Linked DNA regions of Rattus norvegicus: all the other regions are linked to region 1. Evidence: chromatin contacts called from public Hi-C and HiChIP or PLAC-seq data. All regions are on one chromosome and are shown on one strand. The core of a region is the stretch at or near the end of the contact, and the rest is flanking DNA. Distances in the headings are between cores, read along the strand shown.

What was found. A called contact is a pair of places that touch in the nucleus more often than the background predicts. HiChIP or PLAC-seq counts read pairs in DNA pulled down with a chosen protein or histone mark.
Region 2: a contact with region 1 is called in an H3K27ac HiChIP or PLAC-seq map of oligodendrocytes, with 2.8 times the contacts expected there. The contact joins the promoter of Gng2 here to the promoter of Rtraf in region 1. A contact is called at or near these places in 3 of 12 Hi-C or Micro-C datasets (the Rat2 cell line, Schwann cells and frontal cortex) and 1 of 1 datasets of contacts at active chromatin or transcription factors (oligodendrocytes).
Region 3: a contact with region 1 is called in a Hi-C map of Schwann cells, with 7 times the contacts expected there. The contact joins the enhancer-like site here to the promoter of Rtraf in region 1. A contact is called at or near these places in 9 of 12 Hi-C or Micro-C datasets (the A7r5 cell line, the Rat2 cell line, Schwann cells and 5 more) and 1 of 1 datasets of contacts at active chromatin or transcription factors (oligodendrocytes).

The regions. Positions count from the first base shown.
Region 1 is chr15:4,494,627-4,498,281 of GRCr8, forward strand. It overlaps Rtraf (RNA transcription, translation and transport factor), which reads left to right and starts at 1,768. Exons shown (of 8, transcript NM_001395114.1): 1 at 1,768-1,933; 2 at 2,798-2,922. The coding sequence starts at 1,873.
Region 2 is chr15:4,363,970-4,367,573 of GRCr8, forward strand. It overlaps Gng2 (G protein subunit gamma 2), which reads left to right and starts at 1,439. Exons shown (of 4, transcript NM_031754.1): 1 at 1,439-1,537.
Region 3 is chr15:4,278,130-4,281,822 of GRCr8, forward strand. It overlaps Saysd1 (SAYSVFN motif domain containing 1), which reads left to right. Exons shown (of 2, transcript NM_001402359.1): 2 at 320-842. The coding sequence ends at 646. Among named protein-coding and RNA genes, the nearest start is that of Saysd1, 6.7 kb to the left of the region's middle. Within about 2 kb of position 1,957, at least 6 of the 93 cell types and tissues checked have an H3K27ac peak or open chromatin away from gene starts, as enhancers often do. A contact at or near this core is called in the A7r5 cell line and Schwann cells, where this site is marked.

The DNA of each region.
Region 1 (3,655 bases), core at 518-3,017:
TAGCTCCAAGAGCTTCAACGGCGCCCCTCAGTTTGCCATGAAAGGCCTCTCTGATCAGGCGCCTGCCTTTGTCCACAGTCTTGCCAGCTGTCACCGCCTCCCTCCAGCTTCCATAAGTGTTTCCCTCTCGGCCCCATTGTTGTTCATTTCTTGCCTTTGCACATCTGCTTCCAGCAAAATAAGTTATCATTTTGACTGTGCAGGAACTCCTCACTAGGTTCAAGCCACAGTTTCTCTTTTTTGTTCCCCCTCCTCCCACCCTTTTTGGCCTTTTAAAGAGAATCAAAGTAGACAGCCGGTCTGTCTTGCTCATCGCTGCTCTCTTGTATCTGGAAAACAATTTGCAATGGGAATGGGAAGGATCTTAAATTCAGAAAGAATCCTTGATTGTCTTAGAGCTCAATGGGTAACCATGGAGGGGAGCATAGGAGAGAGGTTAGCTTAGACCCCCAATTTGTTTCTGAGTTATTCACATACGCCCTCTTAGAACAGTGCACTTGACAGCCTTGTTCCTCCACCTGTAACACACATGCACACCTACATGCACGTGCACACGCACACATACACATACACATGCATGTGCACATGCACACAAACACACACATATACACACACACGCACACATGCACCCACACCCCACAAACTATTGTCCAATTTACCTGACACCTCAGACCTCCCTTAACCAACCCAGATTATATGTACTTCCACCTCTAAATAATGTTTCTTCACAATCACACTTAAACAGTCTTTACTCAAGTATATTCCCAATGCATGGGGTATAAAGATTAGAAGGGTCAAGCTAGCCTGAACTGGTTTGAGGTGTAGGCACAAGTAAGAGGAAATTACATACTCTAATAACCTTTTAAGAAGAATCTCCTATTTACTATCACATGCCTGCATGTGTGATTAAAGCCAGTTACACTGTGGGAAGGGACATGAGCAGTATTGGAATGATCATATAACTTGATCTATCAATTAAAATAAAGGACCATCCACATTAGCAACCAGCTCCTCCTTTCTCTTGACCCGTGAAAAGAGACTCTGCACTATAGCTTTTGCTTTTGCAAAGTTGGATAAGAGGCCCAAAACCTGGGAACATGCAATTCAGAACAAGCATGGACAGTTTGCTAAAAGATAAGAAGAAAGTTTTAAATGGGCGCTTTAGATAATCAGTTACAGAGTGGGGAGCTAGATCACCAAAGGCAAGAAAGAATGCTAGAGATGGCAGGAGTTAGTGGCCCACTTTAGTTAATGACTGAGAGTTTTGTGAGAAGGAAAGGCCAGTTCCCAGGTTTTAACTTCACTTTTTGGCGACACACTGAAATATTGCATAGGCGTTGTATGTAATCTGCATCACTTCAACTAGTCCAAAAGAATATCCTGCAGGCACCTTTCTTTACCTGAGTTCAAAGAGGGGAAATTAATACGTTCAAAATATTAAGCGGCAACTCAGAGTCAATAAGAGCTATAGCCGATAGAAGAAAGCGTACAGACATTTTTTTGTTTGTTTGTTTATTTGGTTTGGTTTGGGGTTTTGGTTTTGCCTACTGTAGCAAGAAAAGGAGTTAGATCCACTAATCTCGGCTTCCGCCTTGCTTTCGGTCCATTGTACAAATAGGAAGCTGACAATAAAGTTTATTTGAGCGTCGACGTGCCCCGACGTGGCCCCGCCTCCTCAGCAGTAGCGGTGATTGGCGAGTTCTTACGGGCTGAGGGCGTTTCTAAGCCGCGATTGGCTCCGTCTGCCGTCCGTCCGGAGCGTCGGTCATCGCCCCGCCCCCTCGCCGCGTCGCCGGTGCCTGCGCCGCCCGCCTCACCTCGCTTCTCCTGTCCCGGCGGAGGCCCGGGCGGCCAGCGCGAGCAGCGGGGACCATGTTCCGACGCAAGCTCACGGCCCTGGATTACCACAACCCCACAGGCTTCAACTGCAAAGGTGGGTGGCGGCCGCGGGGTTCGGCGTCGGCGCCTCCCCAGCCCGCCTGAACCAGGACCCAAACACGGCGGCCGCTGCCCGGCGGCGTTCGGCACGCTTCCCGGCCCCGAGGCGGCTCAGCGGGCACCTGCTGGGGCAGCAGGGTAGGGGAGGGGACTGGGGATGCCCTTTGGGGCACACCGAAAGTTAGTGGTCGGCTGCCAGGGAGGTGGAACGGTTCAGAAAAAAAAAAATACCGAAGTCCTGCCGGCCCGTGGGAGACTGGGAGCGAGGCGGGGATCAGGGCCTCATTCCTCCGTACTGGACGCACAGGTAGAAGTGGGGTAGCAGCGTTTGGTCTCTAGAGCATATCAGTGTCTGTTCTGGTTTTGTACTTGGCTTTTTAGTCAAGGATTGGTGGGTGGTGGTAGAGCCGAAATTGGGGTTTGAGTCCTCAGTTCTCTGGCGTGTAAAATGAGGATCTTTCCTGATGATTTTGGGAGAAAATTTAAGGAAGCAAATGCATCCTGGTAACAGTACCCTGTATTTAGTATGTTTTAATCGTTTATTCCTTGTTTATTTTACTCTATTCGCTTGCTTCAAAGTTTTTACATGCCCAGTCCCCCTAAACTCTAAAGGAACCAGAGTACTAATAAAACATAGGAAACACTGTTCCACGCGTGTTTAATTCATTTAATACTCAAAGCCTGTTTTCTGAGGCTCATACAGAATCTGAGTGTATTGCAATGACCTATGACTCTACAGTCTGAACTTTGAGCTCTTGCTTACTTCTCTTGGGGTCAGTTAACGTAGTGTTTGCAGGTTAGAAAGCCACCAAGGATCTCGAGGGCTTCTAGTGACTTGATACGTGACGTTTCGTTGCAGATGAAACAGAGTTTAGAAACTTTATCGTTTGGCTTGAAGACCAGAAGATCAGACACTACAAGATTGAAGACAGAGGTAACTTGAGAAACATCCACAGCAGTGACTGGCCCAAGTTCTTTGAAAAGGTAAGGAATCAGGAAGTAAAAGGAAGCGCAGAGAACTCTTGTAAAGGTTGAATGAGGTGGAGTTGAAAATTCCTATATTCTTTTAAGCTATAATAGTGATCAATATGAATAAAGCTCCTTTCATGGATTCAAAATTCGCTGTTTGGATTTTTAAAGCAAATTATCTTATCCTAACAAGCTTTCAGCATTTAGATTAAACATTTTCTAGGTGGCACGGCATTCCTTAATAGGATTGTCTGCATAATTTGTGTGTGTGTGTGTGTGTGTGTGTGTGTGTGTGTGTGTATCCACAAAGGCCAGAAGAGCACAGCTCATCTCTCAGAGCTTTAGTTAAGGTTAGATACAAAAGTGTAGCAATATTCCTTTGAGTGCTTGTTTTAGTTACATTTCTATTGCTATAAAGAGAAACCATGACTAAAGCAACTTATACAAGAAAGCATGTACTTTGGGACAGCACACCATCGTGTGCGAAGTGTGGCAGGCAGGCAGGCAGGCATCACTGGAGTCAGAGCTGAGAACACACATCCCTATCTGCCAGTAGGAGTCAGCGCTAACTGGGAATTGTGGGAAGTAAGAAGATGTGGGTTTCAAAAGCCCCCCTCAGTGACACACCTCCTCCAACAATCTCCTAATCCTTCCCAAACCAGTTCCACCCACTGTGGACCAGACATTCAAATATATGAGCCATGGGGGGCCCTTGTCATTCAAACCATCACACTACTCCTTAAGAGAC
Region 2 (3,604 bases), core at 189-2,688, 130 kb before region 1:
GGGCCTTAAAATACAGTTGCAGATTATTTCTAACACTTGAGAAGTTTAGCTTTCTAGGCCTGGCTTCTGAGGGAGGATGAATTTATTTATTATTTACATTTGGATAGCCCAGGGGAGCCTTGAGCACGAAGTGATTCTGCTGTCTCAGGCTACCACACATCACCTCTCTTCAGGAACAAGGGCTCCCACCTCACCTCCCTGCTGGTGTTTAAACTGTACCTTCCTCCAAAGTGCTTCCTTAATCCAGAGAAAGAACAACTCAAGCCTGGGGTAAACTGTTACCACAGCATCGGGGCTCAGCTGTGAACATAACTGTGGAGGCAGGCAGGGGAACAAACACTGGCCTCCCACTGGCTATTGACTGCCCAAGCCACTTGAGTTTCAATCTCTTGTAAACACTATATGCTAGCCGTAACTGAGGATTTTCTCTGCTCCCGGAACTGCTTGAAGTGCCGAGTGTCTATCTGGTCTTACTCAGTTCTCTGATTTTTCGCTTTAACATATGGTATGCTTTTTGCAAGTACGGAAACTGAGGCACGTAGAAATTTAAGTCATTTGTCTAAGTTCACAGGCAGGAATGACAGCTCAGAGGAGGGAGTCTGTGTCTGGGCTGGGAATTCGGACCATTCCAACCCACTTCATTCACACTCTTCTCAGCCTGTTCTCACTGCTATGTCTTCTACCTCAGCATTGCAGGACTTGGCCTAGCTCCCATGTCCCAGAAGAAGTCCCGTGGGGCCATTATTTTCTAAGCATATGGGTTAAATAAAATCTCAGTGGTAGGGAGACCTTGGGGGAATGAAGCTTCGGGAACGTTGGCCACAAAGGAAAAACTCAGCATCGAGAAGCTGCCAGCTGCCTGGGAATGCAGATAGGCGATAAATCAGGAGCTGCTGGCTGGCCAGCCGGCTCAATAAAAACAGCAGCTCCAGTTCAGAATGAGGAAGCAGTTTAGGTGTCCAGGAGACCCACTGAGGCACTGTGTGGACACTGTTGGGAGATGAGAAAGGCTTGGAGGAGACAATGCAGTAGGGAGCTGGGGATGGAGGGGCACTGGAACAAAGGGGTCGAGGGGATTAGAGCCAAATTACCACCAGCAGCAGCAGCAGCAGCAGGAGCAGCAGCAGCAGCAGCAGACAAAGCCACTTAGAGGAAGCCTTGAAGTGGCGGGAGAAGCAAACAAGAAAGCTGGTTTGCTACCCGACACTAAGAGAGGAGGAAGTGGGAGATGCGCCGCTTCCTGTAGAAATGATGATTGAAGACAAAGCTGGGTGGGGACTTAGCTTGGGCTTCAGGGGCTGCTATTCAGACAGACACTCCACGACTCCTGGTGGGCAACTCCTACTAAGGCTGGGCTGGGGTGGGCTGGGCTGAGCTGCGCTAGGCTGGGCTGGGCTGCGCAGGCTGAGCTGGGCTGGGCTGGGCTGGGCTGGGCTGGGTTGGGCTGGGCTGGGCTAGGCTGGGCGGGCCGAGCTCACCACCCATCTGCTCCACCAGGGGAAGCTGCTCTCTAACCAAGCCTCCGGAGCCAAGCAAGGTAAAGGACACGTTTTCCATGTAGCTCCTTTTGAATTGAAATGAAATGACCATGCCTGTGGGTTTTAGGGTGGGATTTCTTAGGGAAGCGAGGGATAGTGCTTCAGGCTTGGGGGAAATGATTAATGGCGGGATTTAATTTTCTTTTCCTCCCAGAATGATGGTCAGATTTGTGACACATTTTGTTCGGGGTGTGGGGAACCACCCTCAGTGGTAGGAAAACAAGCTGAATGTAAGAAGTGGTTTGCTTCGCCAGCTCCGCAGTCCGGCAGGGCTGAGTTGCAGTCAGCTGGGCTGTGAAGCTGCAGTCTGGGCACCCGAGCGTGGCAGATCCTTGTTTTGGGTTGTAAGAAGTGAAAGATGTTAAGCCCATTCATGTACGTATATATTTCGGTGGGCCGTCTCTTTGCAATATTATGGCTGTGGTTTGGCTGTGAGGAGGTTGGGATCTTTTGTAAGTAGATTTTTTTTTTTAACCAACAAAGGCTCGCATTTCGCGAACGAGGGACAGTACTATACGGTTCCTCTAAGGAACCCTTGTCTTCCTCTCTTTGCTGCTACGGTTCCTCTAAGGAACCCTTGTCTTCCTCTCTTTGCTGCTACCGTTTCTTAGAAGGTCTTACCCTAAAGTTGCATCCTTATTTAAAGGACCATGGCCTGCCCGTAACTTGCTGAAAATCGGATACCCGTGTGTGAATGGATTTAATGCCTGTATGGACTTTACCCGTCTCTAGATCAAAGCGATTGTTAATTCCAGACAGAGATAATATCAAAGTGAGCCGGTTTGTTTCCTTCTATGTGTATGCTGTACACTGAAGGAATACAATCAGAACGCAGTTCTTATTCTGTAAATTTTCTTAAGCACTGGATGCTGATGAGTGTGAGACGGTGACTGGTTCGCGTTTATGAATGGCATATGTAAAAGTGCAGTAAAGGGGTCTGACGGGCTTGAGCTGAGATCATGGGCTTTCTTTGGTAGGATGAATAGTTTAATAAACAGTGGCATGATTTTTAAAAAATCTTCAACAGAAGTGTGGTTATGCATAAGAGAGCATTGACTAAAATGATTTTACATATATATATACATATGCATATATATGCTAGAAGGAGATAATTTTTCAAAGCAAAGAAAGAACCTCATGTGGTAGAATGAAAACAATAAAATGCCATGTTTGAATGCTCATGAATTATTTAAAATACAAGTTTTCTTAAACAACCAGATATACCAATAGAGAAAGTACGCACTTTTGTGACAAAATTATTGTCAGTTGGAGACGCCACACAATTGAGATTCTGTTTTGTTTCGTCACCTTTATGAGATCAGCTTAGCTTCTCAGAATTTGAGTAGCGGTTTCTTTTCTGAGGCAGGGCGCTTTTACGGGCAGGGAAGAAATAAATCTTTATTTTCCGGAGCATGTGTAGGAGTTGCTGAAAAGCATTGGGCTCTTGGGAAGGGGTTCTTGGATTTAATCAAAGCAAGTCGTTTCAGGATTCCAATGTCCCCATCGCATCCTAGAGTGAAACACCTAGCACCATTCTTTTAGCTGGAGACTAGATTCAGAGTCTGGTGATTGAGCTGTGTGTCCCTAAACGAAATAGGAAGCTGGGCCTCTGGACTACACGGAGGGAGGGCAGGACTTTCCTTTCATACTCATCTGTCTACAGCCTGTTCCGCAGATGATGCCGCCGACACCCTGCTTTGTTTGGGGACGTCTAGAAAATGTGTGCTACCCCTCCCATGTGCCTCATGGGAGAGTGAGGAGATGAAGCCTTGGCCAGCAGGCATAGTAGAGTCAAGGGAGCCCCTGCTATCTGTCTGGAGGCAGCCAAGTGGTGCCTGCTTTGTGCACGGCAGGAAAACACTTCCTTAATTGTTAAATTTCCAGCTCGAGCGAGCGAGCAGCGGCAGATCTTCGAGGATGAGGGCAGAGTTCTTTCTTAAGCAAGAAACAGATGGGTGGGTGTGCTTGCTTCTACAGTGCAGAAGGAGGCTATTCCCACCGCTCTGGCCATACAGAACACTAACAGGCATTCTTTTGCTCAGGGTATTTGATGGCTGGAGAGGGTG
Region 3 (3,693 bases), core at 707-3,206, 220 kb before region 1:
GCGCTGCAGCTGCTGCACCATCGGTCACTGGTCAGCTTGTGTGTGGGGCACACATTAGGTTTTGTTAGCAGCCCACCGATCTGAATGAAGAAACGGCTCCCACGAACGGAGGGGTCACCCCTTGCTGAGTGCTGACCAGTGCTGATGTGTTTAGGTCAGGGAGCCTAAGCTCTGACAACGATTGTCTTAGAGAAGGTAAGAAACTAGATGCCAGCGAGCCAGTGGCCTCCCTAGAGCAGTACGCTCTGGCTTTTCATCTGATTCAGACCCTCTCGGCTCCATCACCCCCTTCTTACTTCTGTTTGCTTCTGTGTCTTAGGAAGCAGTCCAGCAGCCCTCCCAGAGCACAGCAGTCCCCCTGCCTTCCTCCTGCGGCCAGTCTTTCCTGACAAACATCACCGTCCTGAAGGTTCTCCTCTGGTTGGTCCTGCTGGGTCTGTTTGTGGAGCTGGAGTTTGGCCTGGCTTATTTTGTCCTGTCTATGTTCTATTGGATGTACGTAGGGACTCGGGGTCCCGGGGAGAAGAAAGAAGGGGAGAAGAGCGCCTACTCTGTGTTCAACCCGGGCTGCGAAGCCATCCAGGGTACCCTGACAGCTGAGCAGCTGGAGCGGGAGTTACAGATCAGACCCCCACAGGGCAGGTAGGACCGGCCCCAGCTGGTCCTCCAGTCCTGAGCATGGACTTTAAAGGACAAAGGACAGCGTGCAGGGTGGACACATTCTCCACTTATTCCCTGATCTGCTGCCGTTTCATCTTCGAACTCCTCTTTGATTTAGGTGAAATTTCTAAAGGACACTCAGGGTGGGGCTGGTGCGGTATATAAAAGCCATATAAGAAGGAGGCTGGCTTGTCTCGTTATTGGAGTGGTGACACTGGCACTCTAGACATGCACTGTGAGGTTCTGGGTTACTGGGTGATGTGGTGGATGAGTAGGCACATTGGGGCTCCCTTTAAATAGTTTAATATTTACATAGCGAGGTATAGATGAACCTTGTGTGTGCCTGGTACCCTCAGAGCTCCAAAGAGCGCTCAGATCCCCTGGAACGTGAGTTATGGATGGTTGTGACCCACTGTGGATGCTGGGAACTGAACCTTGGTCCTCTGAAAGAGCAACAAATGCTCTTTACTACTGAGCCATCTCTCTAGCCTTCAAAAAATAAAAATAAACAGTATTTTCGGAATTATTTTCCCAAAAAGTTTAGGTTGTAAGATTTAGGAAGTTTTGTTTGTTTTTGTCTTGCATCTCCTCTTTTTGGTCATCAGTGGTATTGAAAATAAAGTGTCTTTAAGATTCTTTCTATAAGTAGGGCCCCACACACACTACCCGTGGCCATCTTACATTTTCCTATTAACCCTGTCCCTGTTTAGGGGAAGAAGAGACAAAGTCAAAATTAGAGATCAAAAATATTTATTTTTTGTATGAGTGTTTTCCCACGTGTGTGTGTGTGTGTGTGTGTGTGTGTGTGTGTGTGTGTGTACATCACATGCTTGAGAGTGTCAGGGCCCCTGGAATTGGAGTCACACATGGCCGTGAGCTGCCTTATGGGTTCTGGGAACTGGGTCGTCTGCAGGAGCAGCTTGCTCTTAACTGCTGAACTATCTTTCCAGCCCTGATATTGGAAATTTGATCAGAGGTTATTTATGATAGGTACACAAGAGAAAGTCTTGAGCGTGTGCAGAGGGAAGGGCCAGGAGATCAGACTGTAGTTTTACTGCTTGGGTTGTGACTCACTTTCTTTTAGGTATTTTTGAACGGATCTCCTGTAGCCCAGGCTGGTCTTAAACACACTTTGTGGTTCTGGTTTATATACTGGGACTCAAATCTGGGGCTTTGTACACTTGAGGTGAGCACTGTGCCAACAGAGCTACATTCCTGGGCCCTGGCCTTTCATGTTCCGGTTGCTGCAGTCCGTACGCTTCTGTCTGTGGGCTCTAGTCAGCAGTTGTGTGCACAGCAGCTATTGGGCCTGGTTTGGGTGTCCGTTTTTTTTTTTTTTTCCCAGTACAACAGTGGAGTTTAGGTTCATTGGAATTGGGCCACACATACCTTTTCTGTGAGTCATTCCGACGAATGAAAAGACTAATTTTGTTCAGACTTAAGGTTTTTTAAAAAAAAATTACTGGTTCCTGCAGTGATTTTTACTTTCAGAATTAAGCTATAATTCTTACACTGTGAAGGTAACTTTGTGTCTGTGTGTGTGGGTATGTGCGTATATACATATGTGTGTGCTGGTGTCCATGGAGACCAGGAGATCCTGTAGAGTTACAGTTACAGGCTGTTGTAAGACACCCAGTGAGGAGGCTGAGAACAGAACTTGGATCCTCTCTTAACTGCTGAGCCATCGACCCAGCTCCTGAAGGTAACATTAATTTCTGTGAAATATTAAATGATAGGTAGAGGTCTGTTGTTAATTCTTTTGTTCTCCCCTACACATTCTACTTAAGAAACAAATTCTTAGTTTTCATCTAACTTCATCTGTTGCTTGCAGTGCACCCTCCTGGGCACTTGGATATGGTAGGAAACACGCAGACCTCCTGCCACCACAATCCATTATTCATTCCTGCTCACCTCTTCCCAGAAGGCGTGTGCACTGGCTTTGCATTTTGGGGACAGCGAGATGTGAGGCAGTTACATGCCTGGCAGGGAGGAGAAGCAAGGACTGTGCGTTTGCTGTTCTTGTCAGATCACTAAGTTTTATTTTGATAGTCTTTATTTTCTGAGTTTAGACCTGTTGACCTCAGAATTTTCACTTCCAGTAGCCCAGAATGAGGCTGCCATTAAAGGCAGCTCAGTCATCAAAGAAAGAGACACAGGTAGTCACTGTAGTAGTTGCATGTGGAAGTGTCATTTCTGTCACCTCCAAGGTCTTATAAGCACATTATTTTTGCTCTTTGTCACAGCATTTGGCCTTGTCTGACCTTGGCAGGGCCACATTTATCCTTAAGTAAACAAAGGTGGCTTGCTTCTGTTGACCCCAAAGAAGAATCCAGTTACAAGGTTTAGGGGCTTCTTTAAGAATTTGTTATCTGGGAGAACTTAGCCACTCTGCCTTCTTACTCCAATCTCAAGGCCCCTGGAAGCCCTTGGTGACTACCTTCCAAGCTGGTGGGCCATTGGTTCTTTCTTCTCCCTCTCATAGGCTAAGTCATACCCCAGGAGCAAAGTTATCTTCAACCAGTGACAGTCCTTTCTGAGGGTTTCAGGTTGGGGAGTTTTTACCAACTATGATTTTATGCTGCTAGGACTATGCACTGAGCATGTCAGGCTGTCCCCTTTGTCTTTTGGTTGATTTGCACAGCTAGATTAGACAACTGGTCTGCTACAGGAAGTTACATGGTTGGGAGAACTGCCATCCTCATTTGCGCAAAATAAGAGCAGTGTGTTACATTCCTGACACTCACTCCAGTAACTCTCAGAGGGTTCTCTAGCTTTGACACACAGAGCCCAGGCTGGAGTAGAATTCCGTGGAGCATGTTGCCACCAAGGGGCAGAATGGAGCTGCTGCAGCCTGCCCTGCATCCCTTCACCTCACACTTGATCATTTACATCAGATTACATTTACATCTGGAATACTTCTTGGGATCACTTGGGCACAATGACTAGGAACTTTAAATAGCTAACAAAAATTGCTCACCAAAGTAAAAAAGGTAAAAATTTGGACTCAAGGCTTTGGTTTCTGTTGTGATTTTT